2 separate regions of the Zea mays genome follow, and region 1 is linked to region 2. A link is a contact called in public Hi-C data. All regions are on one chromosome and are shown on one strand. Each heading gives the region's core, a stretch centred on a gene start, on an enhancer-like site or on the middle of the called end of the contact. The rest is flanking DNA. Distances are from core to core; before and after follow the strand shown. Region 1 holds the start of LOC103630556 (mediator of RNA polymerase II transcription subunit 12-like). Region 2 holds the start of LOC100191673 (signal recognition particle receptor homolog 1).

Region 1 (6,485 bases), core at 601-3,100, 140 kb after region 2:
ACAAAAATAGCATTTCTTGCAAACAAGAAAACAAACTTTTGTGTCATAAAAAACATGGCAGCCTTAAAAGTAGTTCAGTAAATTCCCCTTACCTCCTTGCACTTTATGACAACATCTGGCTTACAGAAGTATGGGATCTGACTTATTACAATCTCTCTTGCTTCCTATCAAGCCCAGAAAATTTTAATTTTCAGTCAATGCACAAGATTGTTGGAATATGTCCAAACTGTGAAGTGAAAACGAAGTACAGATGAATACAATAACAAATAAGATGTTGTGATTGTCTAAACTCCTATAAGTATGGATCGCATTGGGAAAAAGAATAGCACGATGTCCATTATGTGTCATGTACAACTTCTGTTTCCATACACACCTCAATTCCTTCAACAGTCTCCTTATAACCATATTGTACATAGTCTTTTGTTAATGTCTCTTCGGGACAGTTTAGTGTTTGTGGATAGAAGTCAGGTGGCCCAAGCCTACAGAAGAGATAACAATGTAGAGGGCACGTATAAGATCAAATGAAGCCATATCCTATGACAAATCAACAGTTCTAGGTTATATATTAAACTAACAATATGTGAAAATCTTGTTTTAGATGCAGAAATCATGTAACAGCTGAAAGAGAGGGCCAAAAAAGGAAGAGAGTCTGACATAAGAATGCAAATAAAAGAATATCTGTTAGCTCTCCCAATGAAATGAACTGCCTTTGGTCCATAACTCAGACATACTTGTTATTAAGTGGGTCCTTGTCACACTTTAGCTTGTACGGAGTTAGCTGCTGCTGCCGCCTGAAATACAGGGGTATTAGGGAGAAAAAGGTATCAGAATCATCACCATGGGGGAAAATGCACAGGCAAAATATAAAAAAGAAATAGAGAACTGAAAGAGAGGTCGGCACTGCTTCCTACCGCACCACAGCACCTCATTCCAAACAAGCAATTGAATGTGGCACAACTATAGAGTGATACATAACTTCTAGGTTATTAACATGCAATAGGAATGGGAAGTTTACAAAAATATATTGGAAAAAAAACTCAAAGGCAAGGGAGAAGCCACCACCTAGCCATTGCAATAAGAATCTGTGGCAGGACTCAAACGGGGCTGACAAGGGGAGACCCCGCAAGCACACTGCTCTAACCAGTATAACTCGCGAGAAGTTGGTAGACAGCAACATGCCGTTCAGACTTTTCAAAGCATGATTCTCTAGGTAATGCATTCATACAGGTGGCCGCATCACATCATGTGACTATGATAAGGGTGGTAACAGGAAAGGCTCAACATGAAAATTAATCAAATGACAAAACAAATAGAGAACAAAGCACATTGCAAGCTATATATGTTGATGTTGTGGTGGCAGTTGTTGTTAGAACAGAAGAAGGGTCTGTGACAGACTACATCTAGGGTGGTGAAGGTTAGCAGTTTTTGACTTTTTGTTATAAGGATTAAACACAGATACTGTTTGACAATATAGCTTTGGAAATGTCCGAGTACAGCATGTATGCATGCAGTTTGGTCGTGGGAGCCAGCGTGCACGACTAAGAACACCCGACATTACAGTTGCCAAAACAAGATGCCATTATTACTGCCTAATCCAAAGCATTACTGCATTGTGCCACAACTCAGCAACTGAACCAATCAAATAAGTTGCAACGGCGGCCGCCGTTGTTGTTGTTGTTGTTGTAAACGCCTAACCGTGTGTGCGTCACATTGGACAGTGAAAGAAGGGAGTTGGAGGATAGAGTATCACCTGGAGCTGACGGGGTAACCAGAGGAGGAGGAGGACGAAAACGGTGAGGCTTCCAACCTCGCCCCGTCCCTGCTGCCGCTGAACCCAGCATACCTCTGCATGGCACCCCCACCCCCAAGCAAGTCACCTGAGCGGCGCCCCCGGCATGAGCACGAATCAAGGCGCTCCGCGACGGCACCGGGGTGGGGGAAGCCTCTTTTATTTGTCCTCACTCAGCCGCCGGCCGGCAAGCCTGTCTGCCTGGAAGAGCGAGAAGAAGAAAAGATAGCGTCGCCGGCAGTGGCCTGGTACTCCCCACCCCCCGCCGGCCGAGCGGGAAGAAGTCGGAAGCGAGGTCGATCACTGCAGTGCAGCAGGGTGGAGAGGAGTCAGGTCAGCGGGGCACAGTAAATCTTTCTTGTTGGGATAAATCAAAAGACCAAAGGGGGGGAGGCGTATAGCGGCTAAGGAGCGGCAGATCGCGGGGTGGCGAAACCCTATACACAGCGGATCAGGGGAAGTCGATTGGAGAGGGGGCAGGGAGCGGAGTGGAGAGGTCAAGAGGAGATCCGCGCGCGGCCCGATCTCGAATCCGAGAGTAGGGTTTTAGGGGGGGAGGAATCTCACCTTGTCCGAAAAATCGGGCGGAGAAAATGGCGGGCGAGTCGCCCTCGGGTCGGGGGGGGGGGGGGACGGGGTGGGATTGTGGGAAAGGCAGGTAGGCTAGGGTTTGGTGGCGGAGCGAGGTCGGGAGCAGGGTGGTGGAGGCGAGCAACAGGGCGGAGGAATGACGAGTGGATGGAGCGTGCCTGCGTTGCTGCTGCTGCTGGTGGTAGTGGTGATGGTGGCCTGCTGCTGGTCTCCTCTGGTCACTGCGGCTGTGTCTGTGTGCGTTGCTGTTGCGCTCCTGGGGAGGAAGAAAGGAAACCATACGATACTGCCCTGTCTCGCCCTGCAGACCCAGCGGCGTCCGTCCGTCTCCATCTCCGTGACGTCGCCCGTCGGGATGGCTGTAGTGTCGCTTCGCCTTCTTCTAAGGGGGTGTTTGATTAAGGAATCACTACATTCAAATTGAGGTGGTGCATCATGGGTTCATTCCTCAAATTTGGTGGGATGACATCATTCCTCATATTAGTACTAACTAAATAACTATGAGGAATGAGGTGGTGATGGATCAACTCATTCCATTCTACAAACCAAACAAAAATAGTGAGGAGTGAGAAGATGATGGAATAGTTCATTCCTCAAACCAAACACCCTATAATCCTCTCATCCTCCGACTCCGTTAGTAATAACGTCACGCCGTCACAACAGTTGAATTGTCGCGTGGGTAGATGTAACCATGGTCATCCCAACTCCCGACCGAACAAAAAAAATGGATCCAAACTTATTTTTATTTAAAAATCTAATTAAACCTTAAAAACTCCATCCAAAACCAAAAAAACGATCCAACCTAAAAAACGACGACATATCTATCTAAATTGACACTATGTATGAGTCAAACAAAAATCATGTCAAACAATCTTTGACCCGATTTATTCAACCCAAGGTCTACACGTTAAGCATGTAGATGAGACGGTAGAGTGACGTGACCAATGCAACAACAATACAATTTCCTCGAGAGATCTATTGTCGGTCGAAAGTATGTATATATACATATGAAAAAAGTGATTTTTTCTTTATGTTGCTACTACTGATCCTACACGTACTATAGAGTTATAATAACAAAACTACTACTTAACAAAACATTTGATAGTTTGTGTTGCCGCTACCAATCCTACACGTACATTATTAACAAAACTATCTAGTTGCTACAATACGATCCTAGCTATAAAACCAAGCTTCGATGATTGTGATGGAATAGTCATGTGGTCTTCGTGTGGAGAACAACATTTCTGTTTTGTGGTGAATAGGACAGCAGCAGTGCAGATGGAGACAGCAACAGTTGCAGTCTTTTGACTGCGCTACGGTAGCAGTCTTTTGATTGCTGCAGCCTGCAGGACAGTAGCAGTTGGAGACAACAGCAAGACAGTGTTTGCAGTTTTGACTGCACTTTAGCAGCAGGACAGCAGTTGTAGTTTTGACTGCACTTTAGCACTTTAGTATCTAGAGGACAGCACCTGTGTGCTGCGGTGTGTAGTGTAGTATGTAGTGCAGTGTAGTGCAGCCCCTAGGGCTATAAATATATGTCTCCAACCCTTATAAGGGTATGACATTTTGAGTAAGTGTGTGATAAATAAACGAAAATTGTCTCAACTCGTAGTGTCATCCTCTCGATGAGAGTAAGAGTCCCGTTGCTTACAATTGATATCAGAGCCAAACTATCCTGCATCCTAAACATCTCTTGTTCATCTCCTTCCCGCGCCTCTCCCCACACTCAGTCGGCAGCAAGAGCTCGAACTGTTCCTTCCTCTCCTGCTCAAACGAGCAGTCTTTCGTCTGAGACAGTCTCTTCCACACGCAGCGAGCCCTCACTAGCCCACCATATCCCTACGCTTGGTCACTTCGATTGCGCGGCGCCAGTAGAAGGCCGAGGTCGCTGCGACACAAGAACGCGAGCGAGCAGCAGCGGCGGCTGCAGCGACAGCGGCGAGGGCAGCATGGCTGGCGGCGGCGGAACTGGCAGCAGCGAGAGCGAAAGTAGAAGCAGCGGAGGCGGTGGATGCTGCACGTGCGTCGGCAGCAGAGCTCGAGGCTCTACGCGGCAGTAGAGCCGACAGCTTTGCTTCTGTCGACGACAATACCAACAAAGAGCTCAGGCTGGTGAGGGAAGCAGCGCGAGAGCAGGTGGCACAGTGGGCAGTCGCACATCACCATGGGCGTGCGTGGTGGCAGCCTAGATAGGCGTCGACGCGCCGACAACGCTCCGGGCGAGAGCGCATGCGGCGGTAGCCCAGACGGGCGTAGACACGCCGGCAGTGCTCCCAGCGGCGGCGACCGAGTCGACGGAGATCGCGACCTCTACAGGCGGCGCGGCTCTCCCTCCCCGGATCGGTACCATGGTCGCCTCGGGGCCAGGACATTATCAGGGACATCGGTCCCGGCGGTGGGTGGTCTACCCTCACCAAGACCAACTATGTCGAGTGGGCCGCGGTGATGAGGTACGGCTCCAGGTTCGCCACATGTGGGAAGCAGTTCGGTACGGCGACGTCGACTACCACGAGGATCGACGGGCGTTGGATGCCCTCATTGTTGCAGTCCCGCCCGAGATGCAGTTTTTGCTTTCCTAGAAGCGGACTATTCATCGATCATCCGATCACCCCAAATTTCAAATACTCATCCATCATGCTGTCTAGTCCACCTAAGACCTGCTAGACCAATATTCCAGTCATACTAACTCCGGTGACTGTGATTTTCCTTCCAGTGGGAATTTCCCATCTAGTCACCCATCCCAGGTTTCTCAAGTTGAGCACGCTTAACTTTGAGATTCCTTCAAACCAGGCTTCCAAACTCATATTCCAATAATTCTCGTTTCTAAATTCTTATCAAATTATTCCCTATCCAACCATGTCATCCCTTAAGCATGGTTCACATCCTAGAAAACTCCCAAAATACTCTTGTCCCATATTCTACCTATAATTTCCCTATTCAGGCTAAGACAGACGATTCACTTGTCACTATTCTCACCAGCAGTGAACTCTAATGTACTACACCACATACACCCAGCTATAAATAGACCCAGTTACTCTCTCCCTCTCCACACACTCAACACCCTCAGCCAAGGCAAACACCCACCCACTCAGTTACTCCGCTCTGCCGGCTACACACATAGTGTCGCTTCGCCTCCAATCACCCTCCTGGTAAGCACCTCCGCTCCACCACCAGTAATATCACAACACCACATGACACAGATTCTGCTCAAGACTCTACCCATTCATATATCGCCATTCTGACCACTATACTAAATATTTGTTGATATATTTGCTGGTTTGTATGTTTGCTTGTTCATGTTGCATAGTTATCGAAGCGTTGGTGCTGTCTCGTGGAGGTCAAATCTGCAAGTCTACGCCAAACGGTGGAGCCAGACCGCGAGCTCTCGCCCCTTCGCCGGTTAAGCACGACAAGCTCACTGGATCACTTTGATGCATAAATTACCTATGATTTTTCAACCACAACCCCAGCCTGTTATTTTATGCATGATATGGTTTTTGAGACAAGTTATTATGGCCACCCAGCCGCTTGCCGCAATCAATCTTTATACTCCTTGACATATTTGTTACAAATGATCTGAGAAAAGATGTGAGTTTCCAAAAGAAAATGTTTTCCAAAATGGTATGATGAAGGGTTGTCACCCTTATCACCTTTTAAGCGGGATGATCAGGGACTCCCTGGTTTAGGGGAGGGCCTCAGGTGTTGGCTCAGCCGGGTTAGGTGTGAGCAGAAGGATTGTCCCCTCATATAAGGACCACTTTGTCATCCTTCACTACATGTACTCATGACAAGTACAATCACTCGAGACTGTATGGGCAGTCACTCAATCTGAACTCGTACGGTCCAAACCCTAGGGTTATGATGGCTGGGGAGCACCGGGAGGATATGGAGGGGGGAATGTTTTGTCCGATTTGGACATGGCGGTGGCCTGACTCCTTCCGGTATAACCATTAAGGTAAGGACGTGCGAGGAAAGAGAGAGATTCGGCATTCGGATCTCACGACGGTGAGATTGTAGAAACTGGACTAGTGGGTAAAGTGTACCCCTCTGCGTAGAGTTTAAACCTATTCGAATAGTCCGTGTCCACTGGAATGGACGAGTCTGG
Region 2 (6,247 bases), core at 2,346-4,845:
TAGGCCTGACTGGAAAGGCTCGAATGAGCCTCTAAACTGGACACGGTATGCTGAGTGAGTGGAGTATGTTCCGTTTGTCGTCCATCTCCAGAGAATGGAGTCCCTCATGCCCGGTGTAAGGTGGGTGTACTGGGTTCTGATCCAAAGGGAGACAAACTCTTGTGATATGCTTGATTAGCACAACAACCTTCTAGTGGCCTGCCTTAATTGTTTTTTTAGTCACAGAACAACATGATGCATTTTAACCTATCATGCTGCTATGGACACACACACATGTGTGTGTATACGCACATATATATGTATATATACATACATGGTCCTAGTATAGGTGGACGACTAGGAGTCGACTAGGTTCGACTAATCACAATTAGTCACCTTATCGCTGCTCAGATGACTTGAATCGACTTGTCGACTTTAAAACATTGACCCATAGAGCAAAATTTAGGTACTTCCCTAGAATCCCACAGTGGCTAGTTGCTCTGTAATTTTATTTTATTTTAACTGTACATAAGCTCTTGTTCTCTTTGCTATGTATAATAAATAAGGGTGTGCCCTGTGTTTTCAAATCGTCCGACTAATCGCGATTAGTCGCGATTAGTCGGGCTAGTCGGTTAGCAGAGCTCGATTAGGCAGCCGACTCGACTAGAGTACCTAATCGCCCTGGTCGTCCGACTAGTCGACGATTAGGGCCGATTAGTCGCTCGAAAAAAACATAGGGTGTGCCCCTCCTGTTTCATTTAAAAAAATGATAAGGCAAATACAGTTCGAAAAACGTTACATTTCATTTGCTGTATAGAATCAATAGGAGTCTGCATCTCCTGTTATGTCTTAAAAACATGGTGGGGCAGTTACGACTTGATAGATGTTACATGTCATTAGGTCAAAAAATGGCATAGTTTTGCACGGTATGGCCAAATTTTAGTGTTAGACCGACAAAAAAATGTACTAAAAAACTGGAGCGCAAACGCAGCATATACCCTTCCCCACACTATGGGGGATAAGCAGTAAGATAAAATGAACTAGGAGATTTTTTTTCTTGGCTTCGTGATAAAAACAAGTGCTAGTTCAGAAAGAAATATAAACTCCAGTATGGCAAATTTACAATTTTAAAACTACTCTTTCACAAAACAAATAAAGAATAAACTGTCAAACAGAATTCGATTCCATAACTGGTGACAAAGAGAACATGGTAGTGTGGTCATTGGATTATTGGACAGCACTTAGATAGTTTGATCGATACCTGAAGCCTCCTTGCATGAGTTCTCAGCTGCTCAACAGCACCAGATCTGAAGGTGTCACATGCTGCAAGTGTAACACTGAGGTTATGCTGAAGAAGCCAATAAGCAACCTGTGAAGTTCCAAATGCAGACAATGAATAAATATCCCAATGAAAGTTTCTTGTTTTCTTTTTATGGTAGTGGTGTGATGCCTGGAAATGCATACCTTTGCAAGATTGGTGGATTTGCCAACTCCATTCACCCCAACAAAAACAATAACATATGGCCTCCCACGCTCCTTGGCAGCGTGCACGTCCCTCAGTATGTCAATAGAGCGCCTTGGGGTCAAAATACGAAGAAGCGCATCCTCCATAGCTGTCTGCAGGAGTAACCATCAAATGAAGCATATTACCAACCTATAAGATGCTTAGATTTAGATGATATAAGAAGATGAAGATATTTTTTTATGAGAAGATATGCTAAAAACCTGGACTGTTGATGATATTCTAGTGAAAGATCCTAGCTTCTTGCCCTCAAGGCTAGCTGCGACAGATTCGCAAAGCTTCTCTGCAATTTCCTCTGCCTGCATAAGGCTAGCCTTCTTCAGACAGACAGAAAAAGAATATCTATTAAGTATATCAAATGAACACCTACAGAATATACACATACCACGTTCTTTGCCATCAGCCTATCTTTGAGAGCTTTGAGCGCAGGCTGCAGATCAGACTTCTCCAATACATTGTTACCAGAAATACTGAGCACACAAGTGCAATGTATTATATTACAGGATATGCACATAGATTGTAAATCATATACAAGTTAAAAGCATAATGCAATATGTTGAAGAGAAACAAAAGCCAGCATATGAGCTGTTTATTTGGTGCCAGAAGCCAAAAATAATAAGGATGAAAGATTGCAGGTGGGGAAAACACAGCAGCCATCACATAATCTATTGTCATCATCATGATTGAGTCTAGGCTATATATCCTTATCCATATTTACAAGCTACTACATATGATAGAACACTAGACATGGGAGCATGTGTGTGGATTACCTCTGGAACATTGATGAGAACCATCCTTTCTTTTTGGGTCCATCTTCCACCTCTTCGTCCTCGCTGTCGCTGCTCAGATCCTCATCCTTATCCATCATGCTTTCTCCCTCGATGACCGCCACATTGTCTGCCACCTCGTCCCCTCTCTCGTCTGCCGGGTCTGTAAAATCCAGCTTCTTGTTGGAAGGTTTGTCGTCCCACACCCTATCTTGCTTCCCTTTCTTCTTTATGTCAGGTTTGGTCAGCTTCTTGGTTCCATTGTCAGTGGCACCATTCTTCTTGTTGGCCCGTAGCTTCTGTAGTTTACTTACATCGAAGGCCCCTTCATCCTTGGGGGCCCCATTCTCCTTTCCCTTGACAACAACAGTGCGGCCATGAGAAGAATTCTCCTTGCGGACGCCATTCTCTTGGCCCTTGAAGGCACCATTTGCCAGAGTACGGTGGTCCTGGTTGCCATAGCCGTCGCCATCAGAGTCATCCTTGGCACCAGAGCCGCCCTTGTTAGCAGCGCCGCCGCGGGAATCACCGCCGCGGCCCTTGGGACCAGGCTTCTTCTGGGTGAGAGCAGGCTGCGGACGGGACGAGAGGGCCTGCTTGGACTTCTTCATTTCCTCGGTGCGCGCCTCGGCCTCGCGGTGGAGCTGGCGGAAGATGTCCCCAAAGTCATCGTAGGAGGTGCGCTTGGGGTCGTAGATCTGGGAGAACTCCTTGCGGACGGCGGCGAGGAGATCGTCGACGTAGAGGAGGTGGAGTATCTTCTGGTATACGGCGACGAAGACAAGGCCGAGGTCGTTGTGGAAGGTCCACTTGAGGGCGTAATTGTCCTGGGAGAAGCTGGCGTCGGCGGATCGCTCCTCGAGGAGACAGGAGCGGATGAGGGCGTCGATGGGGGAGCCCTTGAGGGCTGCGGCGCCGAGCGCCCGGCAGGACGACCACAGGATGAGGCCGCCCCGGGTGAAGATGAGCAGCTCCTCCAGCATGGTGGCGACCCTACCTCTACCTGCGGATCCGACCGACGAATCATCATCAATTTCATATCATATCGTATATAGCATGAATGGATTTGCCGATCAGGATCTAATCCAATTAGAACGAACCAGTCCCAGTTGTAATTGATAAGGGGGATTGCCCCTGGATCTAGACAGGAGCGCGATCGAGCAGCAACGCCAAGCCTACAGCTACAACGGGGGAATTTGACTGATTCTCCCTACTCTACAGTTGGATATGATACTGATCCGGTCGATCGGGGGTTGGTTCGTAGCGTACCTGGGACGGCGCCTTGTATCCTCGGAGAGGAAGAGGGAAGACGAGAGGAAGATGAATCCCTAGATAGAGAAGCCTTGGGCCCTTGGCGATGGAGTGGACTGGAACCCTATTAATATTAATAATAATAATAATAATATATTATTATTATTATTTTGCGCGTCTAGTATCCGCTTCCTCGAAGGCGGAGGCAAACGCGGCTCGGTCAATGGTCAACAAACCCGTCCATCGGTCCATGTCACCGCATATATAATTCAAACTTTATACTACTTCTATATCTTGCTACCGATTTCTATTTATATTTTTATTGATTATGTAGGTATAAATATAGGTTTGAACCAGCAATTATAGTTTGAATCTAAACCTATACATAATTTTACACTTTTCATCATTTTAAACGAAAGGGAAGGGATTTAAACGAAAGTGAAGGAATAACAACCCTGAAAACTGGAGCTTGTTTACACGTTCTCATAATCTCATTATCACTAGTGGTTAGTCGGTTGGATGCAGTCGGACATCTCGGTGATGAACGGACATATATTTTCGTTCAAAAAAAATGAAAAACAAAAGGACGTGGCCATTGAGGAGCTTGAGCTAAGGCTATGCGCAACGCTGCCCCTTGCAATCCACCTCTCCTTGCATGCCGGCGGTAGGGGGCACCCTACGGCCGCAGCGGTGTCCCCTACAGCGCCCGCTACGTGTCGGCACCATTCTCTCCCCCCAGATCTAGCGTATCATTGTTCATCACCCTAAACATTATGCTGTGGGTCCACGAGTAATTGTTAGTAGATAAAAATTGATAGTTGATATAGAAAATGATATTTTATAGTTGTAGTGGGGTATAGGGGAGTATTTAGGGGGAATCGCTGTGGGAGATGAAAAAATAGGGGGAAATAAGGGGAAAAGTGATATAGGGGAAAAAATTTAGGGGTAACGGTTGCGGATAGCCTAAGCGGCTATCCGTGTGTGGGACGGTGCCCGTGAGATTTTATTTTCACCACATACGTACCTTTGATGGTGTACGCTGGGTCGCGGGACGGCTGGTGACACACAGAACATCCTCTCTTGTCCCTCCAATTTTAAGAAATAACTGAAAATAACACTGAAATAGTCATGTTCTAACCCTGATTCCAAACTAAACAACCTTATTTAAGAATTCATCCTATCTCATCACGTTGTGTCATTACAACTAAACACACTATAAAAGCATCTAAGAGAAGGGTGAATAGGTGATCCTTAAAAAATGCTTCAAACAATAAAAATTTGATATATAAAAGGTGTTAGAGTAAGGCCATGTTTGGTTTCTTTAGTCTAGGGACTGAAGTTTAGTCTCTAACATATTTGTTTTTAGGGACTAAAAATAGTAAGAATATACTAAATGACTCATAAGAAAACTAAAATGGTATTTAACATTCTCCTGTTATTAGTACAATTGAACTAAACGAGGGGTAAATGTGGAATTAATATGGTTTAGTCCCTTTTAGCACATATGTGAAGGACTTAAGACTAAATCATTATAGTCCAAATTTTAGTCATAGTGTTTGACAAAAAAAGAGACTAAATGGGACTAAAAACTAGAGACTAATCTTTAGTCCCTCTAACCAAACACCCCCTAAACTAAAACCAAATTTAAATGAGAAAATGAGAGAAAAACGTATTCTTCGTTTGATTGTTTTTTTAGATGTGTATTAAACTAGGAGCAATATATAAGTGAAGTTTAAGCACTAAGTAAGATAGAAATTGCAATAAAGTAAAATAGACAAAAGACACGACGATTTTCTCATGGTTCGGCCAAAGTCTACACCATATTATGGTGACCTCCTTTGGTCAATGGTTGCACTCAACCGCTCTCAAGTGACCCAAAGATCAAACTTGAGTGTCACGATATTCTTCCTTATATCTCAACTCATCTGTGAGGAATCTCCACAATTTTATCACAATCAAAATCAGAGTAAGAGAGTGAGTTAGAACACGCAGAACTACACAACGCATCAACAACACGCACAAAAAGCAAAGACAAGAGCGCAACTACAAAACGACATAGTAACAGCCCAGAAATAAGCTCAAATCTCTCTCAAATCATTGAACGGTGTGGTCGCAGAGTCTCGGAGTGTGGTGCTTGGTACCATGAGAGGGCGCCTAGGGCTTCCTTTTATAGCCCCAAGAGGCTTAGAGGTCGTTGCCTTCTTTACAAGTGATCTAAAAAACTTCCATATCTGCGAGATCACTGGACAGTCCAGTGCGCTACTGAAAATCTAGCCAGCAACAGTAGGCTGCTATCGGTGTTTGGAGCCCGACCGCACACCAATGGTTACCCCTCGCGGTGCTTTTGGGTAGGACGGTGTTGTTGACTATACCTCAATGGTTCGTGCGAGATGCACGAGAGATGACATGCGATTTTTTACACGTTCGGGCTGCTTTGAGATGTGTAACACCCTACTTCCTAGTGTGAATCTTTATGTGGTGGGTTACAAGGGAAGTCTCCTATATGGAGAAAAGCTAGTGAGCTGAGTAGATGGTCGATGGAAATGATGGGGTACCCCCTAGGCCTTATATACTTGACCGTGGGGCACTACATGCGTGTATGATGACGATGTGTACCTAAGTAATAGTGAACCGACTGGAGTTATCTTCCTATAATCTTGCCGACCTATCCCTAGTTTGCTCCGATATTCAAGGTCGCCCTACGCGGGAAAGTCAGATCGGCGCTGTG

Evidence for each region. A called contact is a pair of places that touch in the nucleus more often than the background predicts.
Region 1: a Hi-C map of leaf shows a contact between it and region 2, with 1.8 times the contacts expected there. The contact joins the promoter of LOC103630556 here to the promoter of LOC100191673 in region 2. A contact is called at or near these places in 4 of 25 Hi-C or Micro-C datasets (endosperm, leaf and tassel).

The regions. Positions count from the first base shown.
Region 1 is chr1:2,159,176-2,165,660 of Zm-B73-REFERENCE-NAM-5.0, forward strand. It overlaps LOC103630556 (mediator of RNA polymerase II transcription subunit 12-like), which reads right to left and starts at 1,851. Exons shown (of 12, transcript NM_001319720.1): 1 at 1,751-1,851; 2 at 732-791; 3 at 374-479; 4 at 93-164. The coding sequence starts at 1,851.
Region 2 is chr1:2,021,253-2,027,499 of Zm-B73-REFERENCE-NAM-5.0, forward strand. It overlaps LOC100191673 (signal recognition particle receptor homolog 1), which reads right to left and starts at 3,596. Exons shown (of 10, transcript NM_001137102.1): 1 at 3,538-3,596; 2 at 2,272-3,271; 3 at 1,887-1,971; 4 at 1,705-1,800; 5 at 1,444-1,596; 6 at 1,241-1,348. The coding sequence starts at 3,251.